2 separate regions of the Gossypium arboreum genome follow, and region 2 is linked to region 1. The links are chromatin contacts, called in public Hi-C maps. All regions are on one chromosome and are shown on one strand. The core of a region is the stretch at or near the end of the contact, and the rest is flanking DNA. Distances in the headings are between cores, read along the strand shown. Region 1 has its middle 19 kb from the start of LOC108470936. Region 2 holds the start of LOC108472903 (protein BIG GRAIN 1-like B).

Evidence for each region. Hi-C and Micro-C count contacts between places; a contact is called where the count stands out from the background.
Region 2: a contact with region 1 is called in a Hi-C map of leaf, with 4 times the contacts expected there. The contact joins the promoter of LOC108472903 here to the enhancer-like site in region 1. A contact is called at or near these places in 3 of 5 Hi-C or Micro-C datasets (all in leaf).

What each region holds. Positions count from the first base shown.
Region 1 is chr6:122,949,539-122,955,286 of ASM2569848v2, reverse strand. It overlaps the pseudogene LOC108470723. Among protein-coding and RNA genes, the nearest start is that of LOC108470936, 19 kb to the right of the region's middle. Within about 2 kb of position 3,481, at least 2 of the 2 cell types and tissues checked have an H3K27ac peak or open chromatin away from gene starts, as enhancers often do. A contact at or near this core is called in leaf, where this site is marked.
Region 2 is chr6:122,986,138-122,991,885 of ASM2569848v2, reverse strand. LOC108472903 (protein BIG GRAIN 1-like B) reads left to right here and starts at 3,434. Exons shown (of 1, transcript XM_017774465.2): 1 at 3,434-4,504. The coding sequence starts at 3,434. The coding sequence ends at 4,504.

The DNA.
Region 1 (5,748 bases), core at 2,232-4,731:
CTATGAACCGTATTTGTCAGTTCATGCATGCTCCCACTGATGTTCATTTTATGGCACTCAAACGAATTTTACGCTATTTGAGTGGTATGGTTGATAACGTTTTGCTTGTCAAACCGTTTAAGAGGCTGTCTTTGGTTGGCAATGTTGATGTGAATTGGGGGTTAGATTTTGATGATCGATGATCTACTACAAGATATTGTATCTATTTTGGTGATAACCCTGTATCATGGTGTTCTAAAAAGCAACAGGTTGTGTCTCACTCCACCGCTGAGGCTGAGTACCACGGGTTGGCGACCGCAACTAGGTATGTTACATGGCTGATGTCTTTACTAAGTGAACTTCAGTATCCTTCTGTTGATACACCAATAATATGGTGTGATAATTCAAGTGCTGTTGTAATGGTAGCTAATCTGGTTTTACATTTAAAGTTGAAACATGTCGTACTTGATCTGTTTTTTGTCCATGAGAAAGTTGTTGCTAGGTCTCTTATCGTCGGAGAAGTTCTTACCTTTAATCAAGTTGCTAACATTCTTACTAAACCATTGTCTGCATCTCAATTTTGTAAACTTCGACACCTCTTACAAGTTTAGAAGGTTCGGTAGATAGGTGGTGAATATTAGAGTTTATGAATTAGTTATGTAGTTACAGTATAAGTATTCTAGCAATTCTGTTAATAACAACTTTACAGCTGAGCTGTTATATAATAGTTAAGAAATCAAGTGTATAAACGTAAGTTCATCCATAGATATGAAAAACAAGAATGAATTTCAGTTTGCTTAACATCTTCTTTTACCTTTCTTTAGTTTACAAATCTTTTCAGAGAGCAAATATCCTTTTTATGTCAAATAAATGGTTTAATAATTTAGATTCGTATATATCTCAACTTGCAAATAAATCCTCTCTAAATATATTACGAAAAATTAATCTTAAAAAATTAAATTCAAACTAGATAAAAAGAAGTAGTTGTAATGATAAATAGTTGAATTTATTTTTGAGTTGTGGGAGATAAAATTTCGTAAAACCTTGAGTGAAACAAGAGAATCATCAGGTCCAGCCAATTTATGGATAGAAGATACCTAGCAATAAACATTTTTCATAACTCAATAATCAACTATTAGTGAAATCAATTATCACCACAAGGCCAATAAATTAGAGATGTAAATCAAAATTTTAGTAGTGGTGTATATGTTTGCCAGCACAAAAGGTGCAATTATCAGTATTTACTGTAGTTAATTTGCAAATTTACTGTGCTTAAGCTAACAATAATTTCAAATGGCCCCGCTTGTTTAGACTGTGTGGGGTCCAAGCCACGTGATCTCTGCTCCTTGTAGCTGGCCATGGCAAAGCCCACCGCGGAGCGCGTGTGATACAAATAATCGAGAGTGAGAACTGAGGATGACAAAGCCGCACGTGACCGCCTGCCCTTCTCTGTACAAAGCCTGTCCGCCGAGCGCACGTGTGCTATGATTTTATTGATTATTTTAAGGTTCAGAAATCAGTAAATAATAAAAAAGAGTTTTAAATGCGAGAAAGCTACTTGAGATAAAAAGAGAGAGTCCTCACCGCGTGGGTATAATCTTTTTTAATCACAAATTTGCTGTCAGAAATAAAAACAGAAAAAGGAAAAGGTGACACGGTTTTGTTAAAACCACCACTCGCTCGTACAGGTATTCATGGCCACATTCAGATTAGTTGAAATATTGTTAAGTTTGACTTTCATTTAAAATATGAAGTTGGATGCGTTCGAATTTCATCCAACATTTAAAATTTAAGTTTATATTCCATAAACCTCATTTATCAAATTTTATATTAAGTTTAAGCTTAATAATATATATTAAGAGTAATAAAGTACTTTAATAATATAAAAATATAAAAAATTCGATAAGACTTATAAATTGTTTAAATCAAGTATTATTAAGTTTGAATTTGGCTCGATTGATAATTTGAGCGCGGCTTGATAATTATTGAAGCAAATTTAATTTTTTTTTAGTCGAACTTAAGTATCTTGTGAGCACCAATATCTCATTTACACTCCTAGCCGAGTTTATATATATCTATTTTTACCATATTTGAGTGGTTTATCGAGTTAACGTTACTTTTTAGTGTCATAAGTAATTATTGAATTTTTATACAATAATAAATACTATTATATGGTTTTTTGTCATTTCAAGTTAAATTTTAAAAAAATATATGCTTGACAAGATTTGAACCCCAAAACACCATAATTTTCAATATTTTTATCATTTCAACTAAATCTTCATTTGATTTTTAAAATATATTTTTTTATAAATATATTTACTACATAAATTTTTTCACATCTAATATATGATATATATATATAATCAGCATATTGTTTGTTTGCTTAAGTTTAGGTTATGGATTTTAGAGTTTACCCAAATTTAAGTACATTTGTAAATGATTAATTTACTCAATTATATTATTTTGAATTTTTTACAAAATTTTATGTAATTACAATTTAATTTTTTATATTTTTATTGAAATTTTAAATATAAATGATATATTTTAAATATTTACATTATAGTAATATTATATACTATTATAAACTTAATTTTTGTGTGATAGAAATTAAACTACTTATAACATATAACATAATATAGTATAAATTTATATTTTTAATGTGAAAGGATTAAATTGAGAACTTTTAATAATGTTTGCATTTAAACTACTAATTTTTTATTAGATAACAATGAATACAAAAATAATGGATGGAAAGTGGAAACTACTTGAATTTACTTATTTTTAACATATTAGATGAATAAAAAGTTGAGAGTTTATTCCGTTGGTATGATTTGAACATCAACTGAATAAATCCACAAACCGAATTTATTTAATAAATCAATTTGATTCCATACAATTTAATCGAGTAAGCATCTGCTTCAGTCTAGGCCCATTCCCATATCAAAGAGAAACATTCAGAGAGCCAGCCTGGTAATAAAGACTGGACCCTACCACTCAGATGCAGCCACGTGGGAAAATGGATTTGATTATTATAATTTTACCTCTTCCACTTTTTTAAATTTTTAATCTTGATCCGATTAAATCTATTTAAGGCTATATCTATTTAATCTATACTTTTTCAAAATCTAAAATTTTAATATTGACATAAATAATATTTTTCTACCCAAAATATGTAAATAACAAAACTTAACCTAATCAATTTAACTGTTATTATTTAGTGAGTATTAAAATAAAATATAATACAGAGATCAAACATAATTAAACTAAAGCATAGAGACTAAATCCACGTAACTTTCTTAAAAGTAGAAGGACTAATAACAGAAATTAACCATTTGTCTATACCCGATTCCATTCCTTAGCAGCCGTTGTCCATGTACGGAGTAAAGTAGCAAAGAAGTTGTCTTGGCGGCTGAGCGATAAAAAAAACCACCTCGAAGAAGCAATCTCTTGTGGTGTACATCCGATGCGTTTTTATACCAGATCAGATCGCCGTAGCCACTACCAAATCGTTTTGGGACAGTTTTCGTAGCATCGACCGAACATGAGTTTCCTGTTTGGCAATAGAAATACCCCTGCAGGTATCAATTTTGTTTTCAAATAATTAGAATTTGTATTAATTTCGAAAATCGCTACTAATTTTGTTATGATCTGTTCGTATTTGAATTTGATGATGTGATTTTATATTGAGGGCTTTGGTAATTGAATAATTAGAATTAAGGATTTCGATTGAAGTAGTATGTTTCTTATAGTTTTAGAAATAGTTGTGAATTCTGCTAATGACAGGAATTCGAATGCTTTATTTTGTTTATTTGGTTTAATTTTGGATTTTAGGATCGAGTAATTGTATGGTAGTTTGCTAGTTCAAATTTCTAAAAATAAGGTTTTTGCACTTTATTGAGCCTGTCACTTTAGTGTATCAAAGATCAAGCAAACAAATTGGGTGAATTGTGTATTTTGTGGTTCTCAATTCATTTCCCCTAATGCCGGATTCTCAAGTCATTTTGTATTGTAGATATACATATATTTTTTCAGAGCTTCTGCGAGAAAATAAGCGGATGCTCGACAAATCTATTAGAGAGATAGAGAGGGAAAGGCAAGGAAAAGAAACTGATTGCTGAGATTAAGAAAAGTGCAAAGCAAGGGCAGATGGTGTGTTACATATATTTTTTACAATTTTGTTTTCTATTTTTGCTCAACATTTTTACTTATGTGTAGTTAAAATTTCTCTTAAAAAATTGGTATATCTAATTGAGAGCTTATTAGCTTGGCATTTTTATGTTTTAGTCAGTTATGTGAAGCCTTTTTTATTTTTTTGGTATAAATGAGGTTGCTTTATTGGTGATTTTGATTATGTACTGGCTTGATTCGATGTTTGATGACTAGTTTTATGTGTGAGTGACATGTTTGCTAGGATCATATCGATTTATTGCTGATTGTTCTCTACCACTTTACAGATAGATATGATGAGTTATTTTTCTTTTTCATCTCACTCATTTTAAACAAAATGCATCAATTACACTTGCGGCAATTTGGTAGCTTGAGTAATGTGTATGTCTATTTTGCTTCGTATTAGTGGACTAGTGTAGTCATTTCTTGTCTAATTGAGCTTCAATATTGTATTTCGCATCTCTTATCTTGTGAAAGTAGGTTTCTTTTAACTTTCAGATTTAAAAGTTATTGTATATGATCTGCATGTTTCTTATTGACATGAATGGGCTTTGCTGTCCACCGAGCCTACTATCCTTTAAATATTTTGTTCTCGGGATTTTATTTGAGGGATGGCAAAAGACCTTATCCGGACACGCCATCAGATTGAAAAGTTTTATAAGCTCAAATCACAGCTCCAGGGTGTATCTCTTAGAATTCAAGTATGTACTTTTATCCTTGCATTTTATCTGTGTCAATGACTTCTAAGTGTGCAATTTGTTTTACCTAAGTGCTTGACATAGAAAATTATGGCCACTTCTGATGCTTGTTAAGTAGATGGAAGTCGATAGCTATAATTGTGGAGGGGCTATTACAAAAACTTTTGATATATGCCCTGTTCCATACCATGTATGGGAATTTATATGTGAAAATGAAAAAAAGAAGATATGTTGGAACATCAATTAACTTGATTCTCATCTGAAATTATTTAGAGTTGGGGGATAAATGAACTGCATCAGCAACTGATGTACATTGCAAGATTGAAGCCTAGTGAATTTACAAGCTTTAATTGCTTATAAATCATAAAGTTTGAAACTCGACTGAATTTGCTGTACTGTACAACATCCAGACATTGAAATCAACACAAGCAATGGGAGAGGCAATGAAAGGTGTGACAAAGGCAATGGGGCAAATGAACAGACAGATGAACTTGCCATCCCTGCAGAAAATTATGCAAGAGTTTGAAAGACAGAATGAGAAAATGGAGATGGTGAGTGAGGTGATTGGTGATGCAATCGATGATGCTTTGGAAGGGGATGAAGAAGAGGAGGAAACAGAAGAATTGGTGAGCCAGGTTCTTGACGAGATTGGAATTGACATCAACCAAGAGGTACTATTTTCACCACTTCTTTTTCAGCATATATAAGCACATATAGCTTGAATAGGCTGTCCTTACTAACCCTGCTTTTTTGGATCCAATAACAGCTCGTAAATGCACCATCAGCTGCTGTTGCGGCACCAACTGCAAATGGTAAGATTGCACAGGTGCAAGCAACTGGCAATGATGACAGTGGGATAGATAGTGACTTACAGGCAAGGTTAGACAATTTGAGAAGGATGTAG
Region 2 (5,748 bases), core at 2,185-4,684, 37 kb before region 1:
AATAACCCCTATTTTATTTCTAATTATTAATTTCCTTAGTAATGGAATTTTAACACTTTATTACGATTTAGTCTCTATACCTTAATTAATCACTAATTCGATAAAATTATCTATCCAAATTTCAATTCATTTCTAATATATCTCTATAAATATTTACTAAAAATATTTACTAAAATATTCTGGACCCGATTTATAGAAACAGGGTCCTGAAACTGCATTTTTTGACACTATTGACTTTCAGGTCGTTACACTTATGGACTACTTATGAGTTCTCCGACTCACGAACATTCCAACATAAGGGTTTCATTGTTCCCAACCGACCCGCACTGCGGAGCTTGCTAATATATTGTCTTGTGGCCCATTCCCAAAATTTGAAGTAGTAGAAACTGTTGGAACATTTTGTCCAGTATGAAGCCTTTTTTTACCATCTGCCTCTCCTATTCGATTTTCCTCAGAGCCCATATCCATCAAATCTATAGTTGGCCCCATCTACTTTTTTTTTCCTTATCCAACTCCATTACCTGTTATCCTTGAAATCCCTCTTAAATTAACTCCTAAATTTATGCTTATCTAATGTAACAGATGAAATTTTCAAAAATCCTTTGAAAATATTTCCCTACCTAAATCGAATCCCACCTAATTAGGAGCCTTATCATCCCTTTCCTTCCGTGATAGGTGCCAAAAATAACATATTTTAGTCTCATTCTTAATGCTTTTTTGGGTAATTATTCTATATTAATGGTGAATTTTATGCTCCTAATCCTTTAAATTCATGTTTTTATACTTAAGAGAATATTTGGGAGCAAACGGAACGAAAAACGGGAAAAAATTGAAAAACCATAGCAAGTTACAAGAGCCACATGGGCTGGACCATTCCACACAGCCTGGACACACGACTATGTGAGCCAAACGGGCTGCCATATGGCCATGTGACAGGTCGTGTCAATTTCACAAATTGCACTCAAAATAGTAGAAAAACGCGATTTTTAAGGTTTTTTTTAGGCATTCTAAGACCTATATATGACAAAAATAAGAAGATAGGAGGGAGCTGTCATAGAATATTTAAGAAAACAACTCGAAAAACACTATTGAAGCCAATTCTGAAGCAGATTTCCGTTAAGATTGAAGACTCCCAATTGATTTCTCAAAAGATTATAATAAGTTTTTTTTTTCTTTCAGACATACTATCTCTAGGATGTTTTTATTTGCAAGCATGAACTAATTTTCTAAATACCTAGGGAGATGAACCTTATGATGGATTCTGTCTTTTGATTTTTATTTTACACAATAAATAGTTAGATCTTGTTCTCAGTTATGTGTGATTAATTCTTGGTTTAATATTTCTAGACTATTGATCCATGTTTGATGTGCTTATATCAGAGGAGGAATAAACCCTGTTTAAGAGTAGATCTAGTGTAATTGAGTGGAGTTGCTTACAATCCTAAAAATAGGACGACATAAATCTATCAGATTGGAGTCATATCTAATAAGGGGATCTATAGATTGAGTTAATGCGATAGTAAGGGTTTTAATTATAAAGAAATTTTAATTAATCAACTTAGAGTCAGTTGCTCTTATTCTTAAAGAGAGATATTATCATTATTTAGGATTTCTACAGATCAAGATACTAAGTGAAAAAATTGCGTAATTAAGATTGATAGTGACTGATGAAATCTAGGTGGGTTATTTCTTGGGTATTGTTTTGCTTCTTGGTTGTTAACTGATTACTTTTCTGATTTGTTCTTTGTCACGTTTGTAGTTAATTAATTTAGTTAGTTTTAGTTTTCAATTAATCATTCGAATTTATCGGTTAAATAATGAAATACGATAATTACTAGTACTTTTAGTTTTCGTGGAAACGATATTTTTGCTCACCGTAACTATACTATTAATTGATAGATGCACTTGCCTTAGTCGAATTTTTAGTTGGTTTCGTGGGCATCATCCCGCAACCAAAAACTCACCACTAGCATCACCCTTCACTAGTTGGCTCTTAAAGAAACATTCCATTCCTTAACTAGCTCTTTATTCCCCTAAACAATTTTGATCAAATAGAAACTATCCCCATGCCCTAATCAACCACACAGAAAACATAATCGTAAAAGTCTTTCATGCTGGAATTTATCATAAACACATATCATAACTCTAAGTAGCCTCTTCACTACCTACATCAAACTACCACACCTCATCCTCCCTTCCCCCAATTGTGAGATTTGCCAACTCCTCCTCTATATCCACAACGACACTGCTGGAATCACACTCCCATAATCATAAATCAAGAAAACCAATGAAAACAGAAACTACCAAACAAAAAAAAAAAGGAAAAAATAGGGCAGCATGCCACAAGAGCAAATAGAAAAAACGTGCCACAAGAATAGATTTTATCTGAAAGCAACTTTATATTTTTTACACAATCACATTTTTTAAACTACCTAAATTTAGATGAAAAATAATAAAAAAATTTGTAGGTTTTTTTTCAAAATCATCCTTTAGAAGTTCATTTTACTTTGTGATTATTTAGATAATTTATTTGTAATAGTTTGATACTTGTGATCACTCATATTTGTATTTTACTTGTTACACTTTAAAAATAATATAATAACATTTTAGTAAAAAAAAAGCCTCTCTTTTCAATTGAAAAACTTATAATAAATTAATAAATAATCTGAAATATGTTATATATGGTAATAATTTTGTAGTATTCATTAAAGAAAACGAAATTTGCTTTCATTGGAGTATATCTATTTTCTGATTCAGGTAGTAAAAACAGGGTGATAACTAGTACAAATTAGTGAATGAAAGCGAAAGATGAAAAGGACCAAACAATACGCACTTCATTGGAATGTAATTGGCCACTGCCTCAGCAATAACCCCCCTCAAAAAACCCAACCCCTTTGCAGTTTAAAAACATCATCAAACTTCAAACAAAAAAAGAAAAAGTTACCCGCACAATCAAACCTGCAACAGCCTGGCACCCCCACCCGCACGCGCGGCACTCCCTCCTGCTTTCACTTTTTCCTCAGTTACATCAACAGCAAGTACACACACAATTGTCTCTTTTTCTTTGCTTTTTTCACAGTTCAAATCCCCCCTACTTGTTTATGCTACACTAATACTTAACAAACATATATATATATATATATACTAGTAATAAACAGAACAGTCCAGTTCACATTGAGGAATTTTCTTCTATTTCTATACCCATTTCTCTCTCTCTTTCACATGATCTACTTGCATTCACTACTTAATTGTGTCTTTGCAGCTTTTGACACTTTCTAAGTAGACATTAAAGCCTTAAATTACCCCCTTACTGTCCTTTTCTTTTGTGTCCCTTCTTTAATCTCAAAATTCCCTTGTTTTTCCCCTGTATAAATCTCTGTTTCCCCTGTTTTTGTTTTGTGTGTGTATGCAAAACAAAGAAAAAAAAAACACCATGTATAGAAGAGAGAGCTCCGTGATAGATACTACGGTTCCTCAAAGAAGAAGAACCCCTTCTTTCTCTTCAACTCTTTTGGATGCAATTTATCGTTCCATCGATGAATCAAACGAGCCGACATTGTGCAATTACAGGGAAACCAAAACAACTAAGAAGCAGAGAAGTGGTTCCAGTCTTCGACGGGCTATTATGATTGAGGATTGGGTTGAAAAGCAGAGCAATCAGGACTCAGCATCGCATTTCAACTCCACTTCGACCTCCTCCGATTCTAGCAATGGCGCTATCTTCTCATCTTCCGAAGCCGAGTCGAGTTACAAACAGAAATCGAGAAGATCGAAACCGGACAAGAAGGACAATCAAGAGAAGGCCAAGAGAGAAGGAGGTGGTGGTGGGTTCAACAAAACAAAGCTGAAAGCATTGAAAATCTATGGTGAATTGAAGAAAGTGAAGCAACCCATTTCCCCTGGTGGTCGTATCACTAACTTCATAAACTCCATTTTCAATGCTAATGCCAAGAAAGTGAAGATGTGCTCTAATGGAGTTTCAGAGGATGTAAATTTCCTACGAAAATCAAAATCTTCAGCTTCATCACCCACTTCATTTTCCAGGTCTTGCTTGAGCAAAACACCTTCTTCAAGAGGTAATAACAATAACAAGTACAGTAATGGCAATAAAAGGTCAGTTAAATTTTGTCCAATTACTGTCATTTTGAATGAAGATTCCAGTCCTTGTGGCCATAAAAATATATACAGCGATGATCCCAGATTAATGTCCACCTCAACTGTTCAAAAGACTGTTAAAGAATCTGCAGGTAGCACCAGTAAAGCAAGTGATTATCTAAGGAGCTATCAAAGAAGAGGTATCGGGAAACTGGATTTGAGAGGCTTTATTGAAGATTATGATGATGAAGAAGATGACGACGACGATGATGGACTGAGTTGCTCGAGTTCGGATCTTTTCGAGTTGGATCATCTCATTGGAATTGGAAGGTATAGAGAGGAGCTGCCAGTGTATGAAACTACTAGACTGAAAACTAATCAAGCCATTGTTAATGGCTTCATAGTGTAACCTCATTTCTCTCTCTCTCTCGTTTCATCTTTCAAATTGTAATTATTGGCTTTGGGGGTTTCCAAATTGAAAATTCAAGTTATTTGAGTGACTATGATTCTCTATACCTTTGCTAAGCTTTGAAAATGGAAAAGAAAAAATCACTAAGATGGTGAAAATTACTAAAGCTTTAGAACAGTGGAGATCAATGTTATTCTTCACACAGTGATGAGTGAACCGTTAAAGCAATACAGAAAGTCGAAATAACAAAGAAAAAAAGTGAAAAAGGAAAGAAAAGCAGACACAAATCTTCACCCCACGAGAGAAGGGAGAAAGTGAAAACTCTTTGCTTTATTTAGCACATGGCCTCAACATCCCAACATAAATTAGTTCCCCCTTTAGGTCACAAAATTAAAAATAAAAAAATTTCCATCATTAAAATCATTTTCCCCATTTCTTCACATATATGATGAATTTCGATATTCGAAATTCAGATTGATCGGTAAAAGTATTTTACAGGTCCTTGTGTTGCAGAGTGTATGTTAAGTCTCTATACAAAAGCTTTGGACTGGCATTTATTTTAATATAAAGAGTAATGCCATTCCTTACTGGCAAATTTGGCATTGGCTTGAGTCGATTATCACATCAATACTTAGATTTTGTTGGACAGATCCATGGCTATGACGTTGGAAATGGACCTTTAAATTTCTAAAACAGTCGACAAAAGAGACAGCTGATGCTTGACAGTTTTGCCAAAGCCAACTGCTGGAGTTGCCTAAATTCTGTCTTGACCTTGACCTTGTACTTGTACCATCAATTCATCATCACAAAACAGAGTGGAATCTCAAGGATTTTCTTTAAGAGTTGTTCTCAGGGATATCATTTCTTGATTAGGTGTGATTGGACCAACAACAGCTTAGATAAGATTACCATTTTCGTTGTAGTTTTACCCTAGCATTAATAAGCTACATTTTGTACTCACATCACATACAGATTGATGTAAAACAAAGGGTTTCTGCAGTTTGATGTATTATATGGTGTGAATCATGCTTCAAACAGAAGAAAATTGCAATCTATGATTGAATGCTAATTGTTTGCAGACAAGTAGGGTCGCATAAGGAATCTCAGAAGTCAAAATATAGCAGGATCAGACATGAGATCCAAAAAAATCCAAACTAACTTTTGCAGTAAAGGAAAGAAAATTTTTCTAAAAGAAAAGTTAAAAAAGTTATGTGAGCTCCTTTGGGGGATGAAATGGGACAGTA